Regions from separate parts of the Mus musculus genome. Here region 1 is linked to region 2. The links are chromatin contacts, called in public ChIA-PET maps. All regions are on one chromosome and are shown on one strand. The core of a region is the stretch at or near the end of the contact, and the rest is flanking DNA. Distances in the headings are between cores, read along the strand shown.

Region 1 (5,055 bases), core at 754-3,253, 590 kb before region 2:
TCTTTCTCCCCTACTTCTGGTTGGTGGGCTAGAAGGGAGGTTGAAGTGTTTAAGAACCCTAAATTAAAGTAGATTTTGAAAAAAATTAAGTCTACTCGGACAAAGACACAAATACTAAGATCCAGTGCAAAAGCAGCCAATGCTCTGGACTGAGCGATCTCATCAGTCCCCCTCACACCTCCCGTATTTATAGTATACTTCACAGGAAAAGAGATACAAAAAAGATGAATATTTCACGTCAGTTGTTATAGGTAATGTGTTGCTACTTTCTAGTTTCTAACCACCGGCTTAAAAATATAGGGCCTTTCTCCATTTGATGCTATGTTGAACAAAATATTACTGAATTATTCTGATAGCTCCATATACGAAATAAACACACCTATCCTCTTTAATTTTCTCCAAGAAACAGTTTGCAAGAGCTAACTGCTATTTGTGTTTAAAAACAAAAAAAGAAAGAAAAAGACCAGTTGAATTATTAATAAACAGAAATTAAGTAAGTGACTCGTCAACACTGTTTCCCTGGATGCCACCCAGCACACAGCTCAGCTCCCTGAGAGCACATCAGAGCGCTGCACTAACCTCTCTGTTGGGTGTCACGTCATCAAGCTGGTCTGTAAATGAAGATGTCCTGCTTCTTGTCCTTGTTGGTGTTGAAGAGCTGGAGGAAGCCTACATTGAAAAATGATTGTACAGATTAGAAGACAGCAGTGGCTAGTATACTATTCCCTGAGAGGTTCTCTTCTCATTCCATGCCCAGGAACTCAAAACAGGAAAGGGACAGATTACAAGAGCAGGAAAGAATAACCACAGAAGAATCAACTGCAAGACTTAGCTACTAGTCACTGGGTCTTTGACCGGACCATCCATCAATTTAGCAGAATGTTTTAGCAGAACACATGGTAAGGGTGTGGTTATATTTAGGATGATATAATATTGGGGAACTGAAGCCCAGGGAAGAGAATATGAAAACTCTACTATCTTTGTCACTTTTCTATAAAACAAAATGATTCAAAATTTAAGTTCATTAAAAACAAAAAGGTTGCCGGGCAGTGGTGGCACACGCCTTTAATCCCAGCACTTGGGAGGCAGAGGCAGGCGGATTTCTGAGTTGGAGGCCAGCCTGGTCTACAGATTGAGTTCTAGGACAGCCAGGGCTACACAGAGAAACCCTGTCTTGAAAATAAAACAAAAACCAAACAAACAAACAAACAAACAAAAAAACCAAGAAGGTTATCAATTTCAACTTTAAAGTCCCTGAAACATTTAATACTATGAAGTTTACAGTTAAATAGCAGGGCCCACCTTTCTAGTTAGAAGTCTTTCTCTGAACCTACTTCCACAGCACAGCTAGGTACTGAGATGTTATTAGCCCAGTTACCAGAATCATCAACACTGACAAAGACACAAATACCAAACCTGATGTCTGAAGTCTACTCTACTGTGAGCTAAAAGCAGTCCTGAAAGCATGAAACCAAAGCATCAAGACCCTCTGAACTGTAACAAATAGCTCTGGCCTCACTCACCGCTTGCTTCCTTATACTTCCACATCTACACAGCTTTACAGAGAAAAACAATTAATAAAAACCTGTCATCCACTTGAGCAACAAGTGGACAAATGGAACTGTCACCTGTGTGTGAACACTGTCCCTGTCTGGGTAGAGCTGAGTCATAAGCACAGTGCACACACATACACACAAACGAGCACTGCATATACACAGAGAAAAACAAACATGTAAGCTACACTTCACATCAGGGCACATGTTGGTCATCCAGGCTAGAAAAGGTAGGAAAGTTCATCTCTGAACAGGAGTAATGTTTGTGTCAAAAGCAGAACTGAGAGTGAATTTAAACGACAAGAAGGACACATCTACATACCCATGGTTAATAACTTTCTTCAATAAACAGCTCTCATAAAGCCCTTGAAACTTACTAGCTCAGTCCTGCCTTTATCTGCAACAGGGAACCTGAGATCTATCATCAGTCACACCCACGTGAGGCTGAGTCACAAGTAAGAAAATAGACATGTAAAGTTTAAGGTCACCCTTTAGTAAGCATGGGGACAGACCTGGAAACAGCCAAGGGAGTGGTGCAGTGCAGTGGGAGGTGCCATGCTGGAGCCAGGTGAGAACATTTGCAACATTTTTATTAAGAGTCTAGGATGTAGCAATTGGCCCAGGCTACAGAGCCCTGGAGAAACTATCAGCTACCAAGTATTTATAATAAATTCCTCTTCCTCTTGCCTAAACTGAATTCTAACACATGTCCCTTCTAAAATAGACCTGAAAATCAGCATACAATCCACTAAAATCAGCTATATGCAAGTCACCTTAAGGGATAAGATATCCATTACCATTCAAGACAAGACAACATAAGCCAGGACATAAAGTTTTTAAATAGGTAAATAGGCGAATGTGCCATAAATCTTTATCAATGGCTTAGGCATCTAGCCTACACATAATGAAGTCTGTGTGTTTTGAAAATGGTAGCCACTAAACTCTGTTTACTCCACAGACAGCTTTCATCCAAGTCGAGGGAAACTGAAGGGCAAGGTGCCTGCTATACAAGCATGGAGGCCTGAGTTTCGGAGGCCTGGCATCCATGTGAAGTGTGGGGCAACACAGTTCACATCTGTAACTCTTCTTACATCTAGGGCCAATTCTCAAACAAGCTGGCTGCAAAGGCTGAGTGAGAGACTGCAGCGGCCACCACGGGAAGGGAAGAGCCCCTCGCTGGACTGAGGTGATAAAACGTTAGAAGAGTGGTTACAAACTACTACTGACTAGAGGAAATGCCTCCTGACCAACCAATTCCCGGCTGTGATCCTATAAGGTCTGAGAAACCTTTGGGTTATTAATTCAGCTCTCCAAATACCCAAATGCCAAGAAAGGACCAAATGCCTAGAGAGACCTTTACTCACATGAAAGTATATCTCAATGTGAATTTTAAAATGGGCCTTACATCTCCGCCTCCTATGAGTCTAATCAGAAGGCCTCATCAACTGTGGATAAACACAAAACAAAGTGATTGAAACTGTTAAAGGTGTACACAGATGAGGAATAAGTGATTGAAACTGTTAAAGGTGTACACAGATGAGGAATAAGCACTGAAGCACCCAGAAAAGTCCAGTGCCTGGCAACATTCAGCCCAGTCACGGACCGTGCTCTGAAGCCACAAGAGAAGCACAGGAGAAGCAGTGGTCTCAGGGGACCCGGATCTTTAATGGCCTCTCTCACTTGGAGACACGTGAATTTAAAGGGCTGAAGACACAGCTCAGTGGTAGAGCACTTGCCTGACATGGGCAAAGCCCTGGATTCCATGAGGGTTGGGGGAGGGGTGCAAGTTATTTGCTAAGAAAACTGGTGCTGCTCTCCAGGCTCACACTCACGTTTCACTGCCTGACAGCTGATCATCAGCTGACCAGAGCCTCACCTTCGTATAAGAAAAACCAGCCTAGTGTGGTAGGCCCCGCATGACCCTTGCCCTAGGAATAACATAACTCTCACAACTGTATTACCATAGATGGAAATGGGGTTCTGAAAGCATGATTCTTAGCTGAAAATGAGTTTACTCTAAACTTAAAAAAAAAAAAAATTACCCAAGTAAGTTTAACTGCTTACATAAGCCCTTCAAATCCTGGTCTACAGGAAGGAGACCGAGGCTAGCGACCTGTGCTCTCGCTATGCTCAATAAAAACAAAATCCTACTGAACACACAGCGAGAACTGCTGAACGCCACCTCTGCATCGCCCAGAGAGCGGACAAGGCCCCCAGCACCGACTGAACTCTACCCTAAGCACATGGGCATGAAGGGCAGAAAACAACCTGGACACACCTTGACAGCCTTAGAACAGAGACCTGGTTCTGACCAACAGAACCATGCCGTCGCTAGGCTAAGAAGCCCTATAGCCACGGCGACTTCTTCTCAGCATGTGAAAACAAGCAGGGACCTTCCGGGTGGTAAGCTTTGAGTGCCAGTGCCTACCCTTTGCTTTTCGTTCCCTGTCAGAGGCTCCTCCTCAGTATTTCCCCACAGGCACGCCATGCACCTTGTGAGCACCCTTCTCAGCCATGCGAGGCAAACGTAACACCCAGCGCAGCACCTGTAGGCCCTGTTAAGTGAAAACAGTGTTGACCAATACGAATGGCTTCTTGCAGTTTCTCACTCTGGGTCTTCACAATCAATCTGAAAGGTGCAAAGAGCACACAAAGTCATACCCAATTTCCTGATCCGATTAGACGCGTAGAATGTTTACACGACTGCCCAGGTTAGACACTTCAAGAACGAGGTTAGCACAGACCTCCTAACTCCCTGTCCACCTTACCACTTCACTTTAGATGACTAGCTCTCGAACTTCTCTGGACTCACAGTAAAAATAGTAATAATAATATTAATAATGTCACCATATTTCCACCCAATTCACATAGAGACACCCCTAAAACAAAAGCTTTTACCATCTTTTGTTTTAATTAGTGCAGGGTATAGAGGCCTCAAGCCCAGGTGTCCAACATCTAGCCAATCACCCGATGGCTGAGCTACACGCACAGTCTTCACAGTACGTAGATTCTGTAGCAGGAGACATAATTTCTTTTTCTTTTCTTTTTTCTATTCTTCACACACACACACACACACACACACAATGAAACATGATCATATCCGTCATCCATTTCCCCCTCCCCAGACCACCCCCCTCTAAGCTCACCAGTGCTGCCCGTCTGAGTACCGGTGTGAGGCATCCAGTAAAGTGTGAGAAGCCTACCATAAATAAGAGCTTCCACAGATGCTCCCCTCTCCGCGCCCATCCCCCCCCCCCCCCCTGCAGCTATCAACTGGCAATAGCTGCTTACTGAGGAGTGGATCCTAGAGACCCTCCTCTAATTGTCTCTGTCTTCTAACCTGTGTGACTTCCAGGTCCAACTCACAAGCCACCTGGAGTACTACTTTCACTGTGCCATGCTATCTATCTCTGTAACCTTGAAGTTCTTCTATCTGGCAACCAAGTCTCAAATCTACATACTTCAATGTATTTCATACTTTTAACTATGGTTTAAAAAAAAA
Region 2 (5,323 bases), core at 2,820-5,319:
AAGCTATAAGGAAATCTCTTATTTTTTCATGCTAAGTAAAAATAAAACTTTTTAAATATTAAGGTTTCTTTTTTCTTTTTATTTCTGTATTACTTAGAAGAATTCTTTCTAGGTGGTTAAGGTTATGAATTTGTCCTAAATTCTATTCCATTGATGTTCATGCCTGTCTCTGTGGTTTTTATCACTGTTGCTCTGTAGTGGAGCTCAAGGTCAGGGATGGTGATTTCCCCATAAGTTCTCTTATTGTTGAAACGAGAGTGGCCCAGGCTCTAAGATCCACTGTAGACAAATGGGATCTCATAAAACTGAAAAACTTGTGTAAGGCAAAGGACACAGTCATCAGGACAAAATGGCAACAAACAGATTGGGAAAAGATCTTTATCAATCCTACATCTGATAGAAGACTAATATCCAATATATACATAGAACTAAAGTAGCTAGACCCCAGAGAACCAAATAACCCTATTTAAAAATGGGGTATAGTGATAAACAAAGAATTCTCAACTGAGGAATATGGAATGGCCAAAAAGCACCTAAAGAAATGTTCAACATCCTTAGTCATCAGGGAAATGCAAATAAAAACAACCCTGAGATTCCACCTCACACCAGTCAGAATGGTTAAGATAAAAACCTCAGGCAACAGCAGATGCTGACGAGGAAGTGGAGAAAGAGGAATACTTCTCCATTGTTGGTGGGATTACAAGCTGGTACAAGCACTCTGGAAACCAGTCTGGCAGTTCCTCAGAAAACTGGATATAGTACTACCTGAGGATCCAGCAATACCTCTCCTGGGCATATACCCAGAAGATGCTCCAGCTTGTAATAAGGACACATGCTCCACTATGTTCATAGCAGCCTTATTTATAATAGTCAGAAGCTGGAAAGAACCCAGATGCCCCTCAACAGATGAATGGATACAGAAAATGTGGTACATTTACACAATGGAGTACTACCCAGCTATTAAAAACAAATGACTTCATGAAATTCTGTTTTTGTTTGTTTACTTTTGTTTTTCGAGACAGGGTTTCTGTAGCCCCGGCTGTCCTGGAATTTACTCTGTAGACCAGGCTGACCTTGAACTCAGAAATCTACCTGCCTCTGCCTCCCAAGTGGCATGTGCCACCACTGCCTGGCAATATCTATCTATCTATCTATCTATCTATCTATCTATCTATCTACTTAATATATATGAGTACACTGTCACTGTCTTCAGACACACCAGAAGAGGGCATCTGATCTCATTACTGATGGTTGTGAGCCACCATGTGGTTGCTGGGATTTGAACTCAGGACTTCTGGAAGAGCAGTCAGTGCTCTTAACTGCTGAGTCATCTCTCCAAGCCCCAACTTCATGAAATTCTTAGGCAAATGGATGGAACTAGAAAATATCATCCTGAGTGAGGTAACACAGTCACAAAAGAACACACATGGTATGCACTTACTGATAATGGATATTAGGAAAAAAGCTTGGAATACTCATGATACGACCGACACTTATGGGGGGAACAAAATAATCACAGGAGAAAGAGGATTGGAAGGACTTGGTAGAAAGAAAGGAGAGGGAGAGGAAAAGGGGGCCAGGATCCGGTGTGGGAGGAGACAGAGGAGACATACAGAGGGTCAGGAAATTGAACAGAGGTGTGTAGCCATGGGAGAAAGGGAACTGGGGGTAGCCTACAGAGAGTAGCAGTTGCCAGGAAAGCAAGCAGCTCCCAGAACCCAACTTGGATGGATGACCTTAGCTGAAATACCCCACAAAGGGGAGAGAGAACCTGTAGAGACCATATCCAGAGGTTAGGCATGGATCCCGAAAGAGAGATGGGGCCACCCACCCGTCTCAGAATTTTAACCCAGAATTGTTCCTGTCTAAAGGAAATTCAGGGACAAAGTGTGCAGCAGAGACTGAAGGAAAGGCCATACAGAGACTGCCCCACCTAGGGATCCATCACACATGCAGACACCAAACCCAGACACTATTGCTGATACCAAGAAGTGCTTGCTGATAGGAGCCTGATATGTATGTCTCCTGAGAGGCTCTGCTAGAGCCTTACTGATACAGATGCTTGCAGTCAACCATCAGACTGAGCACAGGGACCCCAATGAAGGAGTTAGGGGAAGGACTGAAGGGGTTTGCAGCCCCATAGAAAGAACAACAATATAAACCAACCAGACCCCCCACCCCCATCCCAGAGCTCCCAGGGACAAAACTAGTAACCAAAGAATACACATGGAGGGACCCATGGCTCCAGATGCATATGTAGTAGAGGATGGCCTTATCTGGCATCAATGGGAGGGGAGGCCGTTGGTCCTGTGAGGGCTCGAAGCCCCAGAGTTGGGGAATGCTAGGGCGGTGAGCCAAGGAGTGGGTGGGTGGGTATGGGAGCACCATTATAGAAGCAGGGGGAGAGGGAGAAGGGAGGGAGTTTTCAGAGGAGAAACCTGGAAGGGGGATAACATTTGAAATGTAAATAAATTAAATAACCAATAAAAAGATTATGAATTAGATGGCATTAACTAAAGATGCAGCTTTTACTGTATTCATGATTTCCTTTAGTTGTCTCTGAGACTGAAGGTTTGCTGAAAGAACTGGAGAAAATGCTGCAACAAATCCAAGAACCCACAGCAAGAGAGGATGAGTCACAGGGAGAGCAGGTTGGTATGCAGAGGCACCACCAGCAGCTTCAGGTTCTCAGACTGATGGGCATTTCAGTCATATACGTACCTTTCTCCACGTCTAAAATCTGAGCCACTGATCATCATGATGTTAATGAACTGGAGGCTGTCAAGAAGCCAAACTATATTCCTGGGAAAATGTGAGATTACACAAAGGTAGTCATTTAACTTTAGATCTTTGGGGTTGGGAATGAAGGAAGATGCAGGGGTTTCCTGTAGCTGAGGTGGACCATTGCAGAGAGACCTGGGATTGGCCATCATGACACAATACTTGACAGAAATGACTAGAAGAGATGTCAGTTCATCTTGGAGGACATGCTGGTGCAGAGCACCGCACACCCAGGTAAGATAGGAAGCAGAAGAAAGAGAAGACAGGAAGGGGCCAGGGCAAGAGAGCACCCATGGGCATGGCCCCAGTACCTACTTCCAGATGCTCTACCCCACCCCCTGCCTGCCACTCCCTAGCTCCCAGTAATAACTCTCCAGCTGTGTTATGAATATGCCATAGAAGTCATGTGTTGGTTAGCTCAGAGTCTTCATGCTCTGTCTCTAGAAAAGCCCAAACTGACATACCTGCTTGCTAAATATCATTAATTCGATGGAGATTTCTTAATTCAGTGAAGTTGACAGTTTTAGATGAATAGCAATATTATTATTATTATTAAAGATAATAATATTATCTTTCCAGGTAAGAGAAGTGAGGTATAGGAGTAGCAGATCCCTGGCACAGGGGAGTAGCTTGGTCAGAACCTTCTCTGTCCCATCTGGGCACTGAAACGTGCATGTCTGGGCTACTGTAAGGCAAAACCTCTCAGTGTTAACAGAGCAGAGGTGGAGCTCACCAGGGCACCCATGTCATCTCCACCACGTCTGGGCTAGCTCCTATTTCCTCTTGTTTTTAACTAATTATGTTATATTCAGAGAGCTGTATGTTCTTACTATCCAATATCTTTGTAAATGGAATGAGAATTTGTGATAGAAAGCTCAGACCATTTATAAAAGGCAGCACTGGGCCAATCATGCATAAAAATCAGTCTCAGGACAGACACTTAACCCTCTGGTATAGTTGTTTCCTAACTAGGAAACAAACGGCAGTGGGAGGTTACATAGGTTTCATTAATTCATTCAGATACATAGTGTGCCCCAGTCAAAGAGACACACCAAGACAGAATCCCCGATATAATCATTGCGATTTTATTGCCTTATTATCATTTGTTAATAACATAAACTTAATGTAATCCAGGTTCTGCAGCTAAGGACTCATGCCACTTAGCAGTTACTCATGCCCTACTTTAGAGAATTGTCTTAGGAGTCAGATACGACAAACGCGCTGTGTCCGAGGTGACAGTGGGCGGTGCTAGTTCTAAGAGGAGAATTCTTAACTTCCTCTCTTGTTTCCCCCATGCTCACCCAGGGACACTACATCTCTGCCAGTTCCTCTCAGTGATAGCTGGATTTAGAAGTGGGTGGATCGTTCATGCATGTCAGACTGCAGGCTTCGGTTAGATCCTTACCCAGTATGAAGACATGGATCCTCCATATTTTTTCTAGCTCTCCTGCAGATAGGGCCTCCCTTGGTGGTGTGGGTTCTCTGTGTAGTAGAGGCTTTCCTCAAACATGAATCCATCTGTCTCAGCTCTAACTCCTAAGAGCTGGAGCCGTAGGTGTTCAGCTAAAGATGAGTCTTTAACGCCTTTCTTCCTGAGTTAAAGATTAAGGAAAGTGTACAGAATGTAGCATCCTAGAGATGAATGTGTTAGAGGAAGTAGACGTCAGCCTTTGCTGAGGTGGAAAACACAGAAAGCTCCCACTCAGTGCCAGCAGCACAGCTGCCCTGATCTGCAGGCTGTGACTCAGCCTACAGTGCATTTCCCACCACGCTTCCCATGTGTGGCTGCACTTGTAGAACAGGATGTGTAGACTGGTGACATGGGTAATAATACAAATTACACACACACACACACACACACACACACACATATATATATGTATATATATGTGTGTATATATATATATATATAATACAATAACAAATAATACATCTATACAATAATACAAATATAAATATACAAATTATTCCTTCTTAGCAATTGTGTGCTCAGTTCAACACTACATGGTTTTATGCAGTGTGGTTTGTGGTTTGTGGTTTGTGGGTTTTTTTCCCCTTTCTTTCTTTTTTAGCCCCAGCGGTTTGTCTTCTCAAAAATACAGCCTGACTGGTTTTTATAGTGACATCCTGGAGTTTTTACAGCCACAGACTGGCCTCCATTTTGCTGTCAGAACTAGTAGCTTGATGGAATAGAAACCACTTTTGATTTATTTTTATTTCTAATGCTAAGATACATAGCTTTAATACAGCCCCAGGTAGGCCTTCTTTTGTTTTAGATTCTTGTATTGTTCTGCACTTTTAAAAGGCATTTAGGAACTATGAGAGTTACTTATTTTAATTTACTGCCAGGTGAGGACCTCCTACAGGCTCTCACTAGCAGCTCCTGATGTCTCTGGAAGTTTCGGGCTTCCTCACTGTTAATGAGGAGAGCAGCCATGAAACCAGCCATTAAAGCTGTAGCAATTTCCACCTTAAAAGTAAAGAAGTAATCACACACCCCTGGGGTTTGTTCTTTTATTTCTTCTTTATTTTCATTGTTTCT

The links. ChIA-PET counts read pairs in DNA pulled down with a chosen protein or histone mark.
Region 1: an RNA polymerase II ChIA-PET map of memory CD8 T cells shows a contact between it and region 2, with 4 times the contacts expected there. The contact joins two enhancer-like sites. A contact is called at or near these places in 2 of 39 promoter capture datasets (the C10 cell line and pre-B cells) and 2 of 115 datasets of contacts at active chromatin or transcription factors (bone marrow-derived macrophages and memory CD8 T cells).

Annotation. Positions count from the first base shown.
Region 1 is chr9:118,509,794-118,514,848 of GRCm38.p6, reverse strand. It overlaps Golga4 (golgi autoantigen, golgin subfamily a, 4), which reads right to left. Exons shown (of 24, transcript NM_018748.3): 2 at 580-669. Among named protein-coding and RNA genes, the nearest start is that of Golga4, 6.0 kb to the right of the region's middle. Within about 2 kb of position 2,003, at least 96 of the 459 cell types and tissues checked have an H3K27ac peak or open chromatin away from gene starts, as enhancers often do. A contact at or near this core is called in bone marrow-derived macrophages and memory CD8 T cells, where this site is marked.
Region 2 is chr9:117,926,412-117,931,734 of GRCm38.p6, reverse strand. Zcwpw2 (zinc finger, CW type with PWWP domain 2) reads left to right here. Exons shown (of 9, transcript NM_001378466.1): 8 at 2,554-2,651. Among named protein-coding and RNA genes, the nearest start is that of Azi2, 110 kb to the left of the region's middle. Within about 2 kb of position 4,069, at least 69 of the 459 cell types and tissues checked have an H3K27ac peak or open chromatin away from gene starts, as enhancers often do. A contact at or near this core is called in bone marrow-derived macrophages and memory CD8 T cells, where this site is marked.